Regions from separate parts of the Rattus norvegicus genome. Here region 1 is linked to region 2. Evidence: chromatin contacts called from public HiChIP or PLAC-seq data. All regions are on one chromosome and are shown on one strand. The core of a region is the stretch at or near the end of the contact, and the rest is flanking DNA. Distances in the headings are between cores, read along the strand shown.

Region 1 (5,738 bases), core at 1,317-3,816, 210 kb after region 2:
GAGGGGATCATGAAACGGCAAAAGAATATGAGCAGGCCATTGTGGCTGCAGGGCAGACAGAGCAGGGACAACAGAGCAGGACTGGTAGGCAGGATCTAGTGGCTGAGAGCTTGGTGGCACTCTGGGGAAAGCTGATGGCACTGAAGCAAAGAAGAGGTGGGGGGAATGGCCATGCTAGTTGCAAGATGGGTTTGGTAATGGACTGAATTTGAAGAGTGCAAAAAGATTTAAAAATAAGTCATAGACATCTAGCTTAAGCAACAAGGCAGATCCCTGGCTTTTAAAAAAATTAGATCTCCTAGGCTGGCATTAAAGTTGATATGTGTTTAAAGGTGATGTTGGATTACTGATTCTCCTGCCTGTACCTTCTGAATGCTAGGATTGTAGGCATGCACCACCAGACCTAGCTTTATGTGGTGCTGAAGACTGATCTCAAGGCTTTGTGTACAGTAGGCAAGCAGTCTACCAACTGGGCTGCATTCCCAGCCTACCTGTCCTACCTTTAGCTAGACAAGGATTCTCTCAGGAAAGCTGGGAGACAGCTCCGTCTTTCCCACGTTGATTTGAAGAACCTTGGGCCACCCAAGATGGAGCATGCAATAGGCGCCTAGATGGGTAGGCGGCAGCTCAGGTGAGCTATCTCAGCGTGCTGCCAATGAGTGAAGCTTGAGCGCATTGCTGCACGTGAGCCAGGGAGGGGTGAGGTTGGCCAGGAAGAGCACTTATGCTCATAGCTGTGAGCACCACTGTATAACCATAAGCACAAGAGAGGAGAAGAGCCAGGGAAGTAGTCCAGACAAGTAGGCGGCAGACCCTGGCCAAAGGGAAGGAGGGTGAGGGAAAGCCACCCAGCAAGTATAACGACCTAAGAATCCTACAGGTTTACAATGTGGAGGTCATCCATTATCTTGGCCAGAGAGGGGGGAGGAGGGAGAGAGAGAGAGAGAGAGAGAGAGAGAGAGAGAGAGAGAGAGAGAGAGAGAGAGAGAGAGAACAATGGTTGATGTCATCTCCAACAGGCCCTGTCCTGTAACAACGTAGGGCAGATCAACACCACCTCTCTGTTCTGAACTTTAGGCCCTCCTAGCCCCTTGCTCAGCAGACTTACGGGAAGCTTACATAGCCCTGGAGTTGTGTGAAGCTCTCCACCTCCAAGCAACCACTCGTGGATCTCATCTTTTGAATCTCAATTTGGTTGGTCACACTGACTCCTTACTATTGCTGGGAAAGCCAGAGTTTCCTGCCACAGGGCCCTGGTACCTGCTGTTTGCTTGGTCAGGAACGATGCTCTTAGATTTTGCTGAGCACACATCTGCTTCCTATAGGTTTTTTCTCAAATGCTACTTGGGAGTGGCCTCAGCTGACACTTTATTTAAATCTTAGATGCCCTGAAAGCACCGTTCTCATTTCCTACTTTATTATTAGCATTGTATTATTATTATTTTCATAGCATCATTTACTATTATTTTTAAAGTTTCTGTGCCTTCACAGTACAAGAAGAGCAGTACGCCTACTTTATAAAGGCTGTGAGAAACAGTCAGTGCATTGAAAGCACTTTGCATAGAGATTTGCCCATCAAAGGGGCTCAGTCACACTGGCAGTAACCGTTTCCTCTCAATCTTCAAAGCCAGGCTAAAGGTTGACACAGAGCTTATTTTAGCCTTTGGCGAACTTTGAGAATCTGAGGGAACTTGGTGGATGTAGCTGAGAGCGTCTGTGTCTGTGAAAGTGTGACGGTAGCACTGTTGACTTGTGGCACATCCTTTCCACAGCGACTGAGAATTATTTCTTAGCTGTGCTCTCCCCCCCCAATGATGCTCACACCCTCACAATGTTTTTACCAGCAGCTACAGCACCAGTGGCAAACTTGTACAATCGGTAACTTCTACCAGTATTACAGTTGGACAGATGTCTTATAGACACACACAGATTCTCAAGGGATTAGAGATTGTTGGCATTTTGTTAGCATTGGGGGTTTGCATCAGCTTAGATGTTTCCCTGCCTTGAGAGCATGCTCTGTTGTCAGTGTGAGTCACTGTTCTCCACTGTGGGTGGCAGAGACTGGAGATCAAGCCTCCGCACTTGGGAGGCATTTTCTTTGGCTGCAGTTCAATAGGCAGTTTACACTGCATTATTCTCTAGCCTGGCGTGTTGCTTGTGCAATGGGAGTGCTTACAAAGCCAGCCTGCCTCGGGGGCTGTTAATGAATCCATCCTCACTCCTTGGGAGGTGACACAGGAATGTGTATGAAGTGATCTTTAATGGAAAGAATCACATTTCTCAGACGGAGCCATGTCCAAAAGCATAATTTCACCCAAGTGTTTACTGAAGAGATTGACTTCTCAGTTTCACCCTAGCCCCACCCCCACCCCTCAGAACCTCTAACATTTGGCCTGAAAATCTGCTACTTTAAAGCCAGTTTAATACTAGTTAACTCTGTTTTGTGTGTGTGTGTGTGTGTGTGTGTGTGTGTGTGTGTGTGTGTGTAGGATGTGTATCCTGTAGTGTACACTTGACAAGGGGTAGACCTGACTATGCTAGAGCACAGGGACATGTCATCTGACTTCTGAGAAGAGACTGACTCAGAAAATAAATAGATTCCACTTTTATTAGTTCTCGAGTAAGCAGAACGCAGCTTCACGTTTCCCTCCTGAGCCCTTGATGTCTGTGTTTGGCTGATGTCCTTACTAGAGGAGGCTGCTGACCACTTACAGATTTGGGTAATTCTGCACTTACATTGGAAAATGCAGGCTGAGGGTTGGTCTACCTGGGCTTAGGAATAAGTTCATCCCAGGCATCCTTGGTGTGACTCACACAGCACTACCCTCTGTATTAGGGCAGTACCTCACAGGCATAGGGAGACTGAGAATACCTAACTGCATGGAGGTACAAGTGTCTATAGGTCCGGTGATGATGCACTTTCTGATTCTGTAGGACTGGGCTGGCCTTGAGATGTCTCTGTATCAAGTTCACTGCTGCTGCTGCTGCTGCTGCTGCTGCTGCTGCTGCTGCTGCTGGCTCAAAACCTCACTGAGTAGTGGCCTTGCTTCTTTTTTGCTCCTTCCCTTTTGCATTTCTTCCTGCTTTTCCTCCTTTGCCCCTTCCTCCCCTCCCCTCCCCTCTCTCTGTGGTCCTCTCCCTATCCCCCTCCCCCTCTTCTCTCCCTCCCTCTGTCTCTCTCTCCCTCTCTCCCTCTCCCTCTTTGCCTCTGTCTACACTGTGTTTTGCATGCAATCATGTTCAGACACCAGTGCCTTCCTCTCTCAACCCCTGCCTTATTTTCTGTAACAGGATCTCTCAATGAACCGTAATTATTTTTCAAAAGCATTTTGCTGGGATTGGGTGTAGCTTAACAGTGGTCTGGCATTTGGCTAACACCAGCGGGGCCTAGTGTTTGCGTCCTACAAACAAAATAGATAATGTTGTACTTTGAGCAGGGCACTTTGGACTTTGCACTGGAATAAGTCTTTGTACGTGCCTCCCTATTGATTTCCGTACTCCTCCCAAATGACGGGACATGTAGACCCATCACAGTAGTTTAGTTACCCGAGAATTTAAGAAAATAAATAAAAACAGAAGTGGTGTTTTAATCTTTATTTTCTTTCTCGTGTATTTTATTAGTTTTTTTATTATAAGAATGACAGGGACTTCCCTAAAAGATGGGCATTTCTAGGCAAATTATTTAGCCCTGCCATTTGTCATTCTGCTTGATGGATTATCATCTTAAGTCCCTCTGCTGCTGCAGAAGGACAGAAAGACTTTTGCTATACGCTGATGACGAATAAGAATGCCAGATCTCTACAATCCTTTTTCTGATCTCATGGTCCTGCAACACCCCGAGAAATGACCCCTACTATACACAGAAATGGAGCATAAAATGTGGAAAGGGTTTTTCTTATTCCATTTAGGCTGGAGGGTGGAAGTTAGCATGGCAGAATTATGATTCAGTGTCTACTAATCAACCAGCCATCCTGCAATCTAGGCATTAAGGACAATGAATCGATAGGCAATCGTCTGCTTCCCCCTAGTGGTGAACATGGCTCTGGTACTTGAGTTCTGCATGTGTTTAGGACCCTAACTGCTTATGAATTAATTATTTTGAATTAGTGACATGGACTGTGGCAACATATATATTTGTGATACGGTGTCATAATGCTGAAACCATTTTGCAGTTACTTAACGACCGAATCTAATAATATCTACGGTAATCAAAGCTCGTGATCTATCTGATTTCTTTCTGACTCACCATTTCAACTCACAAAACAATATTTTTTTTTCTGGTTTGCTGTAAAGAAATCTTAAAGAAATGCATGTGACTGTGTTACTTACTGTCCTAGGTAGCTTTGATTGTTAACCTGAGGTGGAGTCACCTGAGAAGAGAGCCTGAACTGAGCAATCTTCTTCCCTACCCTTTTCCTTACCCATTCAAGCAGGTGTCAGACATTACTTAGGGGAGGTTTGTTACACCCTGTGCGGTTGACCATGTTCGAAGAGCTATTTCACATGTTTGGCCAATCGCAACTTCACTGCAATAACTGTGTCCATCCCTTTCTACCTTTGAAAATAAAATCAGCCAAGCACTTCTGTACCAGCAATTTCTCTGGAAACTCCCTCTTGCCCTGGCACATGGTTACTGATAATGGTTTTATTTTTAAACCTACCACTGGTGGAGCAAGTCTGTGTCAGGATGGGGTTGGTCCAGTGCCTAACCTTGTGTTATGATCCAATGAATTATTTGTGCTTCTGCATCCGAACAATGTCATATTCATCTTTGTATCTTCAGGACCCAGCAGCACGCAAGGGATAGTGTAATGCTCCCAAGATATCGAGAGTAAGATGAAAATAGTTGGGTTTATGAGAGAATAGAGCAGGTGCAACACGACACACACCCGACCGTATTACATTAAGACTCTCTTGCTAAGGGAGCGGGGGAGAATGGGGCACAGGGTTCAAGGTTTGGCTGAAGCAAGATAGATCAAGCTGGTGGTCCAGAAACATTCTAATCGGCACACAGACTACATTGTTGCAATTTCTCTGCATTTAATTATATTGGAAATACTACCCAGCAAGAAGTAAAACGGAACTCACATCTGTTTGAGTTCCACAGGCTCCCGAAGGATTTGGCAGAGTGATAATGAGTCAGGATGTTACTTCTGTTGGGAAAAGCTTGTTTACTTTGCATTTTGTCACATGAACCCTTTGTGGGGAACAATGACTATAACACCCACCTCTTTTTGGGGAGAAGACAAGATGAGGGTGCTGACTGCCTTGGCTTGTCAGCCCTTGCAAAGGGTCTCAGTTTCCAAGGGATAAAACCCTCATTCAGCTTCGAGAAGTAACAATCAAAGCATAAAGGGGGAGTGGTCATGCGTCACTCTTTGGCTCAGATTCTGTAAACCAATTCCTCTTTAACAATGGCCGGAACAAGAGATCATAGGAACTGATGGCATTGTCTGATGTGAGACACCTGGAAATTTCCACTACAGGGGGATGATGTCATGGGACTTGATACCAAATTTAGCCATTAAAGAAATTTAAGGGTGAAAACTACACAGGAAGTAGACTTGATGTTTTTTTTTTCCATGTGAGAAATAGAGGCAAAAAATAAGTACATGGTGGACCTATAGATGTCGACTACTGTAATAGCTTATATACAAGAGTCAAAAGGTTGTGGTAAGCAATACCACACCAATGGATGAGCCTTCAAAACGTTTGGCTGAACGGTAAAGTTTAACCGT
Region 2 (5,515 bases), core at 1,571-4,070:
CAACTAAAAGGGTTATCACCATTTAGGATAAACTACATAAAATAAAACATTAAAATATAGCAAAAATAAATATGTATCACCCTAAATGAATGCTAAAATTAGGAATAAATTTGAGGGGAAAAAGACACAAAAATATAGTTTGACTCACACACAAAAAAAATAGCACACAAAATTTAACATTGAGACAAAATGTGATTGTTTAAAATGTAATTTTTTACATTAAACAGGGCAATTAATTCAAAATTCATGTAATTATTTCCACCTCTGAGAGAAATAAATACAACTGAAGAGCAGGGCAGAGTCAGGGTGATATGCTTTCATTTGAAGTTGCTGGGTTGATTCTTCCATAACACAGACATGTATAATTAATTCATAACCTTCAGTACTACGTAAGGAAAGTGGATCTGCTGGTACAGTATTGTTGCACAAGCATGAGATCTGATGTTCCAATGCCCAGGACTCTCATGAAAAGCAGTCCCAGTGGCAGCAACCATGACCTTAATACTGGGATAAGGAGCCAGCGCTTCTCTGAGGCTTCCTGGCCAGCTGGTCTGAGTAGATGAGCCCTAGAGTTAATGAGACGCTGTCTCAAAAATACAAGGTGTAGAGCAACTGAGGACATCTGATTATAACCTCTGGCTTCCACATGAATGTACACACCCACACACTCAAACGCACACACACATAAAATCCAAATGCTGAAAAACAACAAAGTCAGCATACGGAAACAAGACTTAGGAAAGCATACATACCATCAACTACCGGGCAGTCATGGTCCTTGGGATCTTGGAGTCGAGAAAGAGCCAAAACCGCTTGTATTCTGACATTTGGGATTTTATCTTTCAATCTAATAAGCATGGCTTCATTGATTTTATCAAATAAGTCATCATCAATTTGGGCATTTTCTGGCATATTCCCAAGAAGTTTATTAATGAGCTGGCATGCTCTAAATCTGACTGCACTGCTGTTTGCTTCATGAGACTACACAAAACAAACCAAAAGTTACTCCCAGTCACGTTCCACTCTTAGCAGCCAGTATCATTTTAACCCTATATTCAAAATTAAAAGTTGACAATATACCCGGGTAGATATGTGCAGGCCTACAATACCAGAGAAAAGCAGTACAAGTTCAAGGCCTGTTTGGGATACAAAGTAACTCCAAGGACAATATGGGCAACTTAAAGAAATCCTGTCTCAAAACAGAGTAAAAAGATAGGTACATCAATGATCCCTAGCATTACAGAAAAACATAAAAATAAGACAACAGCAAGTTATTACTTGCAAAGATGTTATCTAGATAGATCTTATACTCTCAAGTAGTCTGAAAAACTATTTACTGTCACAAAATATATCCCTTTCTGTAGGAATTTTTTTACATAATGGCAGAGATCGTTTACAACAAAAGTGAGAATTTAATTTTAATACTGGAATTATTCTTTTATCTTAATGACAGCTAAGGTTTCCATAAAAGACTTCTTCACATACATTTTTCTCTCTCGCTGATATTTCACTGTGGAAAATACAAACATAGCCAAATATATTACTTCCCCAAAGTACTAGCTTTCACAGTACCTTCAAGAGAAAAGTAAACAAATAATTTAAAATGCCACCATCTTTCTCTTCCTCTTCTTCTTCCTGATCAGACTGGTGAAATGAAGTAACGAACTTGGCTGTGAAGTCCATGACCCTCTCCACAGCAGGCTCACGTTTATGTACCACCATAGCATATTTAAGGTAATGAACAAACTCTTCCTGAAAAGCTGTTTTATCATTAACCTGAAAGAAGAAACACCTCCATAAGCTGCATTAGTAAAAAGTCTTTATTCCCAACTCTGCCATAATACGTTATAGGTCAAGCTATAATATTTCTTAATAAACTATCAATTATCCAAACCAGGAAAGGGGAAATAAATCTGGCCAACCTTCTCTTCAGCATATATGTACCTCTGAGAAAGCACAAAGCATAAATTTGAACACTGTAAAATGATCTCGTTTTTCCCTCAACGCCTTTGGATTATCAATATTTCTCTTACCGGATTAATGTAAAACAAGCTTTGGCAAGAATAATTCAAAATCAATAGCTTTTGTATTTCCTTTATTTGGGCCTTTCTAATATCCACCAATTTCCTTGTGGCTTGACTTCCACATCTTGCTCCTTAATCACTTTTATATGTACTTAACTTTTCTTGAACTCCAAAACAATTTATCTTCCTCACATTCGCTGTCCTATAATTCCCACGGCTCCACTGGGTGCACAATTAACATGAAAGGGGAAGACCAGGCCCTTATGACTTTGATAGTTGCTGAAATGAACTTGACTTTAAGCTTAGGAGTTGGTTGAAACAACTTGATCGATTTCCTGAGATGAACTAGAGAACCCAAAGGAAAGAGAAGCATCTACGATTCACAGAGCAGACTAAGTGACTGCGGAACTGGATAACAGACCGCTCCCCGCCTCCCACCCCTGGCGGGGGAGTGAGGGAGGAGGCCCCGAGTGGCAGACGCCAGGAGTTCCGATCACTGTCTAAGACCAGAACACCTCGGGCAAACCTCAGAGCACCGACGCCGGTCGCGCAAAGGCAAAAAGTTGAGCTCGGGAGCCGAGGCCAGGCCGCTTACCGCGCCGTACGTGCGGCTCAGCGCGACTACCAGCTTCGCCTGGTTCTGGTGCGGCTGCTGCGCCAGCTGAAAAGCCTCCTTCACAGAAAGCCGCTTCTTCTGCGCTGCCATGGCGCCGGATGAGAACTGCCTGAGAGTGGCTGTAGCTCCCGGTCCGCAAAGGACTTAGTTTCTACAGACTGGCCAGCGAGGGTCCAAGGGTGTAGTTACCGCCAGAGTTTTCAAACAACTCTCGCGGGAGGACGAATCTCGCGAGACTTGGGCCGGAGGCAGTGTCCGACTACCCCAATCTGACTCCACCCCCCAATTCCGCACCCCCCCCCCCACGCTGCTGGGACGCATGCGCCTAGGGTGTGGCCTGCCGCTCTCCCAATAGGAAGAGGTGCTTATGTGAAAACGTGGACGCGACCGGAAGTGGTCCTGTCAAGGCGCACGCCTGAAGTGGGCATTCAACTTTCTGAATTGAACTGGTGACCCTTAAACCTGTTGCGGGATCCTGCGGTTGGGAGTGAAGGGAGAAAGCGGAGAACTGCCGCGTCGAGCCCGCCCCGGTTGCCTGACGGGTAAATCCTGAGCGAAGGAGACGTTTTGGGAGATGTCGCGCGAGACCCACTCGGGACTTGAGGATGTCAGCCTTTTTGGAGGGTGTCTTTGGAGGCTGTGGGTCTCGACCGGAACTGCCTGCCCGCGATGAAGACAGTCTGGGGGACCTGGGACGAGAAAGGCGGGGTCAAATTAGGCTGCGGCCGCTTGGAGGTGCTCCAGCTTTACTGGTCTGCTTTACAAATCTGCCTAACAACTCTTCTGAGCAGAAGAGAACTCCCGACAATATAAAAGGAATTTGCGGCCTTAATTAAGATCACGTACTAGATACATAGTATTATCTCAAAATGAATGCCTCCACTGGGGCATAGTACACACCACTGCAAAAATGTGAAACTTATTGGCCTGTTGCCTGATAACTTGGAAAACATAAATGCAGCCACCCGTTCCGTATATACTGGAAATATATATTGTATCAGTTCAAGAACTGCCTCCAGACTAAATTCCCAACGGGAGACTTTGTTCAGACTTTTCTCCCCTTTCCATAAGTTCTGTCACCCACGTTTTATCTGTGCATGGACAATCTCTCTTATTTCGTGTTTGCCAGCAATCCTGTGTCGGTGTTTTGGAATTGTTTTTGTTTTGTTTCCTTGCAGTTTTATCTCGATTTACCTCATAATTCAAAGAACTTAGACTCAGGATGAAGGGAAGTTTTTTTTCTTCCCTGCACTTCAGCATCCACTGGGAGCAGAAGAGAACATTTCAAAGCCTATTGGATGCTCTTTTTCTCCTTTCGAGTTACTACCTTCCACTATCACGTTTAAAATGTGCGCTTTAATTTTCATCGCCCAGAGTTTTACGCATATCCACAAGAGTAAATTCCCGAATGAGTGTTGCACTGTTTTTTTTCTTATTTAACCACCCACTGTATAAACATCCATAAATGCAACTGGCTTTTTTTTTTAGTCCCTACTGTTTTCGAGCTTTAGCCATATATGTTAAGACTAACAAATTTTACTGACGTCTTGCATGTGCCACGTACCATCCAAAGCTCTTTACTTCATTTAACCTTTAGCTCCTTGTAAAATGAGTAAAGTGAGCCATAGACAGGGTGCTATGGGATTCCATCCTAGGAATGTTCCATAATTATTCTCCTGCTTCATCCCTAGTTCCTGAAAATGTAGAGATACACAGTTAATTGCTGGTTAAAGTGATGACTATGGTGCTGATAAGTGCCTGTAATTTGAAATCAACATGTCTAATTTGAGAAAGTTACTTCAGATTAATCATGGGACAAAAACAAGCTAAGAATGTGTGCATTCTGAGAGACACAGAGATAGACAGAAAGAGCACCTAGAAAACTAATTTTTTTTTCTTTTCTTTTTTTTATTTTTTTTTTTATTAACTTGAGTATTTCTTATATACATTTCGAGTGTTATTCCCTTTCCCGGTTTCCGGGCAAACATCCCCCTCCCCCCTCCCCTTCCTTATGGGTGTTCCCCTCCCAACCCTCCCCCCATTGCCGCCCTCCCCCCATAGACTAGTTCACTGGGGGTTCAGTCTTAGCAGGACCCAGGGCTTCCCCTTCCACTGGTGCTCTTACTAGGATATTCATTGCTACCTATGGGGTCAGAGTCCAGGGTCAGTCCATGTATAGTCTTTAGGTAGTGGCTTAGTCCCTGGAAGCTCTGGTTGCTTGGCATTGTACTTTTGGGGTCTCGAGCCCCTTCAAGCTCTTCCAGTTCTTTCTCTGATTCCTTCAATAGGGGACCTATTCTCAGTTCAGTGGTTTGCTGCTGGCATTCGCCTCTATATTTGCTGTATTCTGGCTGTGTCTCTCAGGAGCGATCTACATCCGGCTCCTGTCGGTCTGCACTTCTTTGCTTCATCCATCTTGTCTAATTGGGTGGCTGTATATGTATGGGCCACATGTGGGGCAGGCTCTGAATGGGTGTTCCTTCAGTCTCTGTTTTAATCTTTGCCTCTCCCTTCCCTGCCAAGGGTATTCTTTTTCCTCATTTAAAGAAGGAGTGAAGCATTCACATTTTGATCATCCGTCTTGAGTTTCGTTTGTTCTAGGGATCTAGGGTAATTCAAGCATTTGGGCTAATAGCCACTTATCAATGAGTGCATACCATGTATGTCTTTCTGTGATTGGGTTAGCTCACTCAGGATGATATTTTCCAGTTCCAACCATTTGCCTACGAATTTCATAAACTCGTTGTTTTTGATAGCTGAGTAATATTCCATTGTGTAGATGTACCACATTTTCTGTATCCATTCCTCTGTTGAAGGGCATCTGGGTTCTTTCCATTTTCTGGCTATTATAAATAAGGCTGCGATGAACATAGTG

Evidence for each region. HiChIP or PLAC-seq counts read pairs in DNA pulled down with a chosen protein or histone mark.
Region 1: a contact with region 2 is called in an H3K27ac HiChIP or PLAC-seq map of oligodendrocytes, with 5 times the contacts expected there. The contact joins the enhancer-like site here to the promoter of Ncapg in region 2. A contact is called at or near these places in 10 of 12 Hi-C or Micro-C datasets (the A7r5 cell line, the Rat2 cell line, Schwann cells and 6 more) and 1 of 1 datasets of contacts at active chromatin or transcription factors (oligodendrocytes).

Annotation. Positions count from the first base shown.
Region 1 is chr14:69,856,200-69,861,937 of GRCr8, forward strand. No RefSeq gene overlaps it. Among named protein-coding and RNA genes, the nearest start is that of Lap3, 19 kb to the left of the region's middle. Within about 2 kb of position 2,567, at least 60 of the 93 cell types and tissues checked have an H3K27ac peak or open chromatin away from gene starts, as enhancers often do. A contact at or near this core is called in liver, where this site is marked.
Region 2 is chr14:69,642,625-69,648,139 of GRCr8, forward strand. It overlaps Ncapg (non-SMC condensin I complex, subunit G), which reads right to left and starts at 2,821. Exons shown (of 21, transcript NM_001398911.1): 1 at 2,620-2,821; 2 at 1,573-1,776; 3 at 753-981. The coding sequence starts at 2,730.